Linked DNA regions of Mus musculus: region 2 is linked to region 1. The links are chromatin contacts, called in public HiChIP or PLAC-seq maps. All regions are on one chromosome and are shown on one strand. The core of a region is the stretch at or near the end of the contact, and the rest is flanking DNA. Distances in the headings are between cores, read along the strand shown.

What was found. HiChIP or PLAC-seq counts read pairs in DNA pulled down with a chosen protein or histone mark.
Region 2: an H3K4me3 HiChIP or PLAC-seq map of bone marrow-derived macrophages shows a contact between it and region 1, with 3 times the contacts expected there. The contact joins two enhancer-like sites. A contact is called at or near these places in 1 of 15 datasets of contacts at CTCF or cohesin (the NIH/3T3 cell line), 6 of 484 Hi-C or Micro-C datasets (B cells, bone marrow-derived dendritic cells, cortical neurons and 3 more) and 4 of 115 datasets of contacts at active chromatin or transcription factors (bone marrow-derived macrophages, heart atrium, microglia and 1 more).

The regions. Positions count from the first base shown.
Region 1 is chr3:126,609,552-126,614,745 of GRCm38.p6, reverse strand. All of the region lies in intron 2 of Camk2d (calcium/calmodulin-dependent protein kinase II, delta), which reads right to left. Among named protein-coding and RNA genes, the nearest start is that of Camk2d, 15 kb to the right of the region's middle. Within about 2 kb of position 2,890, at least 122 of the 459 cell types and tissues checked have an H3K27ac peak or open chromatin away from gene starts, as enhancers often do. A contact at or near this core is called in B cells, the NIH/3T3 cell line, bone marrow-derived macrophages and 1 more, where this site is marked.
Region 2 is chr3:126,741,305-126,746,758 of GRCm38.p6, reverse strand. The region is part of intron 4 of Camk2d (calcium/calmodulin-dependent protein kinase II, delta); the gene reads right to left. Among named protein-coding and RNA genes, the nearest start is that of Gm15551, 75 kb to the right of the region's middle. Within about 2 kb of position 2,183, at least 46 of the 459 cell types and tissues checked have an H3K27ac peak or open chromatin away from gene starts, as enhancers often do. A contact at or near this core is called in B cells, the NIH/3T3 cell line, bone marrow-derived macrophages and 1 more, where this site is marked.

The DNA.
Region 1 (5,194 bases), core at 1,641-4,140:
AGTTTGTATCAAGTTGACAGAAACTAACCAGCACTCTCCACTAGCCTTTGCAAAACCTCCCGCCCTAAGAATTTGAAATTCACATTCTCCATTTTTTTTCTACCTTTCTGACACATCATTTTCTCTCCTCTAAACCGGGCTGGCTTCTCCATTTCATCCACTATCCACAGCATTGTGCCACAGCAGCATGCAGGCATGCACTGATCATAAATGACAGTGGCTCGAGTTCCAGAGAGTAGAAGACCAAGGTTTGGGGAGATTATGAAGTTTTCCCAAGGATGAAGCCGTGTTGAATCCTGGCAGTGCGATTTCAGAAACAATGCACTGCCTCCATAGGTCTTTTCTGAAGGACCACACCCAGTGTCCAATGCTCTTTTAGGTACTTCATCCCCAATCTAGCTTTTGTATCTCCAACACAATTCATCTTCCCTCACCAAGATCAACTGACACCTCTCAGCTTGTTGTAGGAAAATGTCACCCTCCCCAGGGGTCTTAGCCTTGAAACCTTCCTCAAGATTCTGAGCTCACTGCTCACCGTTGTTCCTCACTCAGGACCCTCAGTCTGAGTATGCTGAATCTCGGTGTCTCTCATCCTCTGTGTCAGTCAACCCTACTGACCCACTCCTGCTAAGCAATGTCCTGGATGTCCCCTTCATGTGTCATCCAGACAATTAAAACAGGTGAGGTGGGTGGGATAAGGCATCAACTATCTCCAGGACAGAACATTTGTACCGGGTTACTGATCAGAGGACCACGGAGATTCTAACCCACGTAATCACTTTTGCTCCCATAATCGAGCTGCTGTTGCAGCAGGTAACTGTGTCATCTGTCCCTAGACTCTGGAAGGAATGTGAGGTGTGTGAGGAAACGGCTCTGATGAGGCACTGAAGGGAGGCAGACAAAACAGCACTGGGAACAAGAATCCTGTAGGCTGTCCCTGACCTTTGTTCCAGAAACACCGTGGACCTTTCGATCCTTGAATGGAAGCTGCTACATAAGCACTAGTATGAGCTTTAAGGATTTCTCAGAGACTCGTTTCTCACTTCCTCCTTTCTTCCCCGCTAGGCTTATTATAGACAATCTGAATAAATCATTTACATGCTAAGGAGAAAAGAAATTGTACTTTCAAAGCTACGTGTTATTTTTAAAGCTGACCCTGTGTGTGGTCACTGTTTTTCTAATGCCACTGTTTCTAAATTTCGGGTTGATTTCAATTATTTAAAAACATACTTTAAAACATTCTATCTATAATAGCGTTTTTTTAAAGATTACAAAAAATCAACAAATGTTAGTTTCCATTTTTAGAGTCATTATGATGTAAAACATAATGGTCTCAGTGTCCCGTGGCCATCCCTGATCCTGCTATGATGCTGATGCCATCTCTATTTGCCATTGAAGAATTACAGGCATTTAGGATTATCACAGTGGGGGAACTACGCAGACAGCAGACACTAGTTGTCTGCCAGTGTGAAGCATTACAAATGTTTTTCCTTCAAACAAAATTAAGTAAGATTAAGTCAAATTTCCCTCTCCTTTTTCCTGAGCATATAAGATATACATAGAGAGCAATAGGCAAAGTTAACACTAAGAAAATTATTTCCAAAACTTATTTCCAAAATTAGATGCAAGTGGGTCTTGATTCTACTTATGTTTGGAGGACAGGGTTGGGCATGGGCAATCAAATGCTACTTGCGGAAATAGAATTTCTCTAATCCTTCCAGGAGCTGTGTCAATTTTGACTCACTGTCCTTTAAGTTGACAGATGGCCTTCTGCTCTGTTCCCAAAGCTCTTTCCTCACACTGCATTGCCTCACCCTGACTTGATACAAGGGTTTAAGCCTAGTCTGACCTTCTTATGCCTTATTTGGCTAACAAGGGAGGCCTGCTTTTTATTCTGAAGGAAAAGAGAGAAGTGGAGCTGGGAGAGAAAAGGAGGAGGAAGAGGAAGAGGAAGAGGAGGAGGCTGGGAGAAGTTGGGGTTGGGTGAAGAAAAACTTCGGACAGATGTATTTATTGAAAACCAAAAACGAAAGGAAAAAAAAGTCAAATTACTATGAATTACATATTTGCATTGAATAAAACAGTGATCTTTCTTTCTCCTTTAAGTGCAACCATGAAAACCTTAATATGAATAAAAGTCAAAGCTCTTACATATTTTTTTTTTACGATTTTTAAAAACAGAGGAAAATTTACATGGCTAAGCCAACCTACAGAGATTAAATGTTTAAACTAAAGTTACCTAAGGGAATGAATGATTTTTTTCATTATTTAAGTGATTCAACACTGTGGAATAAACTGTGTAACTCTCAGTTTCTTAAAAAGAGAGAGAGAAGAAGGCAGCAGTTGAGTGCAGTATGCACAGATGTGACATTAAAGGCTCTGGGTCCCTAAACATGTATTAGCAAAACTACAGGAAAACAGACTCTGCAAAACATTTATTCCTCTACGTAACTGTACAGACCAGTGCTAGTCTTTTAGACACAAGAATCTGGTGTTGAGTGGCATCCTATTGGTTAGATGTCCTAGTCACTTTTGGCTTTAAGTAGACCCCTCCAATAATTTTCACAACAGTCACAACATACACTGCAATCTCCAGTAACACTCCATAACACTTGACTTTAAAAAAAATACTCTAATTATTTTTAACACTCCATAACACTTGACTTTAAAAAGAAATACTCTATTTTCAAGTCCTTTGTTTTTTACTTAGTGGCTCTTATGGGGTTTGTATTTTGCCCCAAGGCTACATAAAACAGAATGAGGGGTTGATAAGCAGTTTGCTGTGGCTCTCTTATCAGCTGTTTACCCCTAATGACTCAGGGCTATAAATCTCGGGATCAACCTTCCTTCCTTCCTTCCTTCCTTCGTTCCCACAGAGCCTGCCACTTCATGATTCACTCTCAGAGGGTGAAAAGAATTCCAACTCCCTTCATCGGGCTCTGCAGGCTTTCATGACCACCAAACCATTCACTGGCACTTTCTGATTTGATTGTTCCTCACGAGTAGTTTCTCGTAATGTCCTATCTGTTGGTGTCCTATCTGTCTATTCAACATTGCTTATTTTCAAAACCCAGTGCAAACACCGGCTCCTTGGAGACGTCTCCCTGACCTCTCCATAGAGCTCAGAACCCAGAGCTCAGTACCAGCAGCCCCAGTGCTAATTCAGTTTCCTCTGGGTCCGTTCACCTTGAGAGGAAAGACTTTGCCTCTCCCTCTTTAGTTATCTGTCAGAGGGAGGGGGCTTGGCAAGGACAGTTTTTCTTTTTTCATTAAGATGAAATTGAAAGTTAGAATGTAGTTCTTCAAAATTCAATTTAGGTATCATACTGTAATTAAATGTCCTCAGTGGAAATGGACAAAGCCTCCAGGAAGCAACGTGACAAAGAATTCTGAAAACACTTAACTCTGTGTCTCAGGACTTCTCCTCCTAGGTGAATCCTACCTAAGACCCAGAAGTCTGAAACACTTTACAAAGGTGTGCTTTCAGTTCTATCTATTATCTTCCGCAGTAAAGGGCACAAGTTAACAGAAAGATGCATGCAACCCTATAAAATAACCAGCTGGTGTTCACTTCCTCGGCGAAGCAGGGTGCAGTTCTTCAGAGTTCAAAGGAATTTCCACAACACAGGGATGTGTTGTAATTTTAAGTAAAACTGGAGACCAAAATGTCCAGTTTGAAAGAGAGAAAGAGGGAGTGGGCAGCCAAGGAAGTAGGTAGGTTAGGGGGAAAGGCAGGGGCCAGCTGGGAGGGCTCAGCAGATTAGGGAACTTTCACACAAGCCTGACAACCTGACCTTTATCCAGAATTGCTGCCAGCTGTCCTCTAACCTCCATATACAGGCAAAGTCATTTGCCCACACGTAACACAAAATAAATAAATGAAAATAAAATTTTATAATAAAAAATTACGAACTTTGAAAAGAAATAAAGAAATGAAAAAAAAAGGTTATCAGTGCTTGCTTGGAAAGACATAAATATGTCCCTTTTTAGTTTTTCTGTACTTTTCTAAAGTCTAGATTAGTATAAGTATTGTATGCTATAATTCATTTTACATGCATCTATAAAAATTAAAAATCTCTCCCTGAAGTACTGTCAAAGTTTATAATTACATTTCATAATTTGTAGTTTATAAATTGAAAGTGTATAAATACATTTTAAAGTGAGCATGATGATGATGATGTGAGTTTGGCAGTATTGAACCGGGGCTAAGAGGCACGAAAGTGCTACCACACCCCATTAACAACCGTTGTGTAACAGAACAAGGGGAGACTACCAATGAGAAATTTCAACAAGTTTGCTCAGAAAAAGGACAGGATTAGATAAAACTCCATCCAACAAGGCCGGATGTGTACCGAGAGAACTGAGGAAATAATTCGGGAATCAGCAGTTAACTTGCGACGTGACTGGGTGCAGTCTGACATAAAGCCCCACCAGCCCCACTGTCACTCGCCCCCGCCTCTCTAAGACACAGCCTGTCATAGGTTCGTTTCCCCACTCATTCAACAGTGACAAGAGCTTGTGATGCTATAATCACCGCAGCCGGCAGATTTTAAGATAAATTAAGGATCTCCACAGGGAACCTCAAAACTGCCACATATATAATTGTAGTAGAAAGGGAAATGGAAAATGTGCAGCAAGCCATTCAAATGACAAAAGACTGAAGGAGGGGGGAGGCCCTTCTGGGTAGAGAGAGGTGACATCATAGGAGAGGTACCACCTGAGCTGGGTCTTAAAGGAGGAAGAGTTCGTTCTACACTATTTGGAATGCTCAGACTTCCCATTCCATCCTTGGGTGGTACCGGACTTCGCCCTTTCTCTCAGCACAGTAGCCCTGATGCCAGTACAGCTATCTCTTCCTGATCTTAAAGCACTTCCTCAAAGGCCTTATCTCTTAACAGCCCTCTCACAATTCTGTATTCTCTAGGTCGGCTTCCACCCCAGTAGAGCTGGAAATACTAGATCAGAGTTTGTCAACCTCTGGGTCCTGTCCCTTTTCACAGGGTCACGCAAAACCATCGGAAAATATAAATATTAACATTATGATTAGCAATTAGTAGCAAAATGTCAATTAAGAAGTAGCAATAAAAATAATTTTATGGTTAGGGGGGTGGGGGCGGGGGGGGGTCACCACCACATGAGGAATTGGGTTAGAGGGTCTTAGCCTTAGGGAGGCCGCTGTACTGGAGGATAGAAA
Region 2 (5,454 bases), core at 934-3,433, 130 kb before region 1:
CTTTTACTGTATTTACAGTATACACAGTAGGCAGTGTTAGAAGCTCAGACAGTCTCTGAATCCAGCCCCTACTGCTTGACAAATATGTGCTATTCCATGGCACTCTGCCAGTGGAAATGCCCGGGTGATAATCAGAGGTCACAGCTTTATTTAACACAGTCACACACACCGAATGGGAGGAGACAGACTGTCCTCCCGTGACTGTTCAGCAGCCCTCTGGAGTCCAATCTTGCCTTTAAAAGGTGGGGCTCACCAAGTGGCTTAAAACAGGTCTCATCTTTCATCAAGGGCTTCTAATTTTAAATTGCTGCATGCTAAATTTTCTCTGAACTGTCACCTTGAAGCTCCACCCACTTCGTTCGGATGAACCACTGGTTTTTGATGAGAATTTCCCAGGGCTGTGACTTCCCTGTGTACACTCTGATATGCAGCCTGCACAGGATGCACAGCAATGAGAACGGAATCATCAGCCGAATAAAAGCCTCCATTATCAAGTTTTGGTAGGTTTCATGTAAGAAATTAATCTAAAATATTCTAATATAACTGATACTGCTCTCGGTGATAAAAATAATTCCCTTAGAGAAATTAAAATCAGAATAAATAATTTCCTGGAATAACAAGCAAGAATTCTTCTTTAATGCTACTGTGAAATGCCCTGTAGTGGCATTATGATGAGACAAAACCCACAATAGGTGACATCACACTCATTTACATCTATAAAGGAAACTCATCTCCTTTACAGAGTAGGATTCTCCTGATAACTTTTCCCGGATCCAACATTCTCTAGGAACACTGCCAGCAGGAAAACCCAACCTATTAGCTGCTGTTGAAAGCACTCATGGTTTGAAATGGGACCACTTGGGGATAAAGAATGCAATTTTCGTTTTTATTACTACCGTTAAATGCATATAAAACAAGGGCACAGACAAAATGCACTGACAAAAGCAGGTATCTAACTTGTTTCTTGGTATTTATGTTACCTGGACATGTCCTTTATTCCTACCACGTGCTAATACACGTGGACTAAAGATGGGCATGACAGACTGAGTTAGGGGACTCACACAGGGCGACTGTGTAAGTTGGAGGTCTGGAGAGGACAGAGGACAGATGTTCCTGGGCTTCTTCCCGGGTCCTGATGATCAGGGCAGAAAATCCTGTATAGGCATGTGCTTTTATAACAAGCCTCCTAATTCTGATGAAGCAGCGAAAGGGTGAGTAAGCAAAGAGCCTACTTATTCTCATCTAATGAAAGCAAATCTTGACTGTCACTGTTGCTCCATCCATAGAAATGCATGCATACTTCAAGACCAGTCATGAGCACTGTGGTTTATTAGGTACTAGTTAGGAAGGTGTTTTTCATCCTCTAGACTCCCTGATCTCTTTCAGCTTACCCCCAGTTGCTTCATCATACACAATTGCATCCGCTCCCACCCCTTCTTCTCTGAAACAGTATGATAGGAAAGAAGTCGATACAATTCAAAACTGTGTTTGTTTCCATAGAACTCAGAATTTTTAAACTACAGTAACACTTATCAAGTGCTATTCTCCCTCAAATACTTCTTTGGCAAAGTTTACACCAACAGAGCTATTTAATTCTTCTGGACAATGTGTGATATTGTTATTTTGGTCAAAACAATCAACAAAATTAAGGTTCCAAGAAGCAAAGCAGACTGCTCAAAATTGGAGTAGAAGTAATCGGCAGAAGGGCAGGTCAAACCTACACACTTGATTTCAGGGCTCTGCCTCCTGCTTTACAGCCACAGCACTGGTTCCATATGAATAACAACTGAAGTGGAAAAAGCCACATTAGCATACACAAACAGAATCAAACAAAAGCTGATAGTTACCCCAGACCATACCAGGGGAGGCCTCCTCATATCCTTCCTATTCTATGCTGGGCTGATTTCCCCCTCTAATGTTTCCTCTCTAGTCTCCTAGTTTCTCTTTCTTGCTTTTGCTTCTGGTTTAACTAAGGATTTGTAGCCAAAGGGACTATGTGTGGCTTATGGAGGAAAGCAAGAGGTTCCTTGACAGGATTTTGGCCATCTCAGAGAAACACACAACATGGGGGATGGGGGTGGAGGAGCTTTCTCTCCTAGGGGAAGCAGTGATGGCTCAGTCGCTAATTCCAGAGCCTGCTGAGGCTGGACTCATAGGTGAGTCACTCTCTCTCTCCTTGTCCAAGCAGGACTCAGCAGATGCTGTCCTTGCTCATCGCCTCACTTTGGCCAATGATACAGCTCCAGACTGTACCAGTTATTTTGAACAACTCCCAGTTAAATCTGATGTGTTCATTTACTAATCACCTGACAGTTTTCCATTCCAAGGCAAAATAAAATAAATTAAATAGTTTGCTTGTTCGTTATCTATGGATTAACACCAAGCACTGTTTGAATTTAAAAACTCAAAAATTGAGTAATACATAGGCAATAATAAAAAGATTATATTTTGTTATAATTAAACATGTTACTTAAGGCTTGAAGATGCACTTCTAGAGTGATCTTTTTCCCCATAAACATCACTCTTTGTTCCACTCAAGCCTTTTGCATATTCATTTGTATATACACACAAAGAACCTTTACATTTACAAACATATATATATTATGGGATGCATGTATATAAATCATATATAGACTTTGCATATGATAAAACATACCCTGTTATTAATAGAATTCATAGATGTTATATAATTTCATAATGTTTTTAATATTGCTGTATGCATCTATGGTGGTTTGAATAGTAATGTTCCCTCCCAATAGGCTCATATACTTGAATGTTTGGTCATTTGAATGTTTGTTGGTGCTACTTGAGAGGAATTAGGGGTGTGGCCTTGTTGGAGTAGGCGTGGCCTTGTTGGAGGAAGTGTGTCACTGGAGGGTGGGCTTCTGGGTTTCCAAAGCTCAAGCCTGGCCTACAGTTTCTCTTCCTTTCCTACTGCCTGCAGGTTAAAAGTTTAACTCTCAATGTCTCCAGAACTATGTCTGTTACATGCTGCCATGCTCCCTGCCATGAAGATGATGAAGAAAACCTCTAAAATTGTAAGCCAGCCCTAATTCAATGATTTCTTTTACAAGCATTGCTATGGTCGTGGCATCTCTTTGCAGCAATAGAACAGTGACTATGACAACATCTTCAGTCCTTTCAAACTTCAGCACAGAAAGCCATGAATGGCTCACAAGACAGTTAGGTGAGTAAAGGCAGTAGTGTTCAAGGCTGATGCACTAAGTTTGGTTCTTGGGATCCACAGGATAGAAGGAGAGAATTAGTTCCTCCAAGTAGTCCGCTAACCAGCACACACGAACTCCCAACCACTCTGTCACACAGACATGAATGTATGAATAAATAAATGTAATTTTTTTTTTTTTTTGGTTTTTCGAGACAGGGTTTCTCTGTGTAGCCCTGGCTGTCCTGGAACTCACTCTGTAGACCAGGCTGGCCTAGAACTCAGAAATCCGCATGCCTCTGCCTCCTGAGTGCTGGGATTAAAGGCGTGCGCCATCACACCCGGCTAAATGTAATATTTTTAAAGGCAATAAGGAGAAGAAAATCCATCCAGCAGAAATCCATGGAATTATTTGAGTTCCTATGATAATGACTGAACTAAAAATGCTAAGCTTTGGCTTTATAATACACTTCAGCATAAAGACCATCACCCAGGAAAAATAGTAACAATTACCAATTTTTATTGGTAAAGGTAACTTTTAAATATTGTTTCTCATATTAGAAAAGAAGGTTTGATGTTTCGATCAAGTCTGATAACCAGCACCCATCATTCCCTGTTCTGATTCTCCATTTTGGCAATTCCATTTTCTTCTCTTCCAAGGTAGTTTTGTTCTTGGCTTGTTTTCTGGCATCCTCTCATCTTCTGTAGTGGATTTGGATCTTTTACCTATTTGAATTTCATTTCTGCTGAGCTAACTGCTCTCCATTTCTCCATTGCAAGCCATTTCCCCCTACTCTTGTCCCATGTGGCCTACCCTGCTTAAGTAGCGCACTTCTAGATCAATGGGCTGACAATTAATTCCTCTGGTCACATTAATTGGTTCAAAGAGGGAAAAATACAAGTCACATTTAATATGACTGTTGGTAGTCACTGCACATAGACTCTGGAGTGAGACTTACTGCTGTGTGGTAAGGATCTTTGAAGAGCTGGGGAAAGAGAAACCATGATCAGAATATATTGTATGGAAAAAAAGCATTTTCAAAAAGAGCTCTAATCGCTAAATTGCAGGAGGCATGTGATGAACAGCTATACTGATAAACAGAGAAAGCATATGGGTCCAGCTAAACTTCAGTAGCCTATCATTGGGTGTTGAGATCAAGTATATTTATGAATATTTCAATTACTTAAGAGAATATATATATTTTAACGCAACAGCCTAGGTTGTGAGGCTCAGTTTATCTCTTCTTTCCCCAAGATTAGGGTGAGTCAGTTGGATTTTGTTTGGATAACCTAGGGTTCCCCACCTAATTCAATAAATAAGTTTTCTGGATTTTGTTTGAATAACCTAGGGTTCCCCACCTAATTCAATAAATAAGTTTTCTCCAGTACTAATGACTGAAGGTCTGTAACAACATCAAGTGGTTACAGAAAACTTCCTTGAACATTTGCATGTGAACCAAACATAAGGATGAAATTGAAGTGGAATGTCCATTGGTAACAAAACAAAACAAACAAAGAAAAGCAAAAGAAATGGCAGCACTGTGGTGGCCCACAGCACATGTGTGTCAAACTCAAGTAAGTCTAACTACTTCTAAGGTGACCTCAGGCATATAAGCCACTTCTTCTGTCTCAAGCTCTCCAACATAGATCAGAATTACCCCAACATTATAGAGTTATTATAAACAACAAAATCGACAATTATAATAGTTTGGGAAAGAGTAGTCATTATTAACTATCCAGCAAATGCTAGCTTTTATTAAGGCCAGGAATTCTATTACAAAAACTAAATAAATTCCCCACGATACATTATCTCAACAAGCGCTATTCAATAGCACTCACTTATACTTCCATGTGAGCAAAAATTATTGAATTCTTTTACATAGCTTGGGCCTGCATTTATCAGAGGCCAACTGTATATTATAGTTTTTAAAATTCTCTTTTGCAATATATTATTAAAAAGGAAGAAGCAGGAGAGATGGCTCAGAAGTTAAGAGCACTGGCTGCTCTTCCAGAGGTCCTGAGTTCAATTCCCAGCAACAACACGGTGGCTTGCAAACATCTGTGATGGGATCAGACACCCTCTTCTGGTGTTCAGGCATACTTGTAGGCAAAACACTGCACATAAATAAATAAATCTTTAAAAAGAGAAAAAGAAAAAAGAAAAGGAGGGAACTGTTTTAAGGAGGGTTAGTGAAGGAAGCTGGGTCATGCACCTGAGCCTTTAGAGAGGTAGCTGGCCTCCCAGCCTTTCTCCATCTTGTTTTGTGTTTCCTGATCAACTTGAGGTCAAC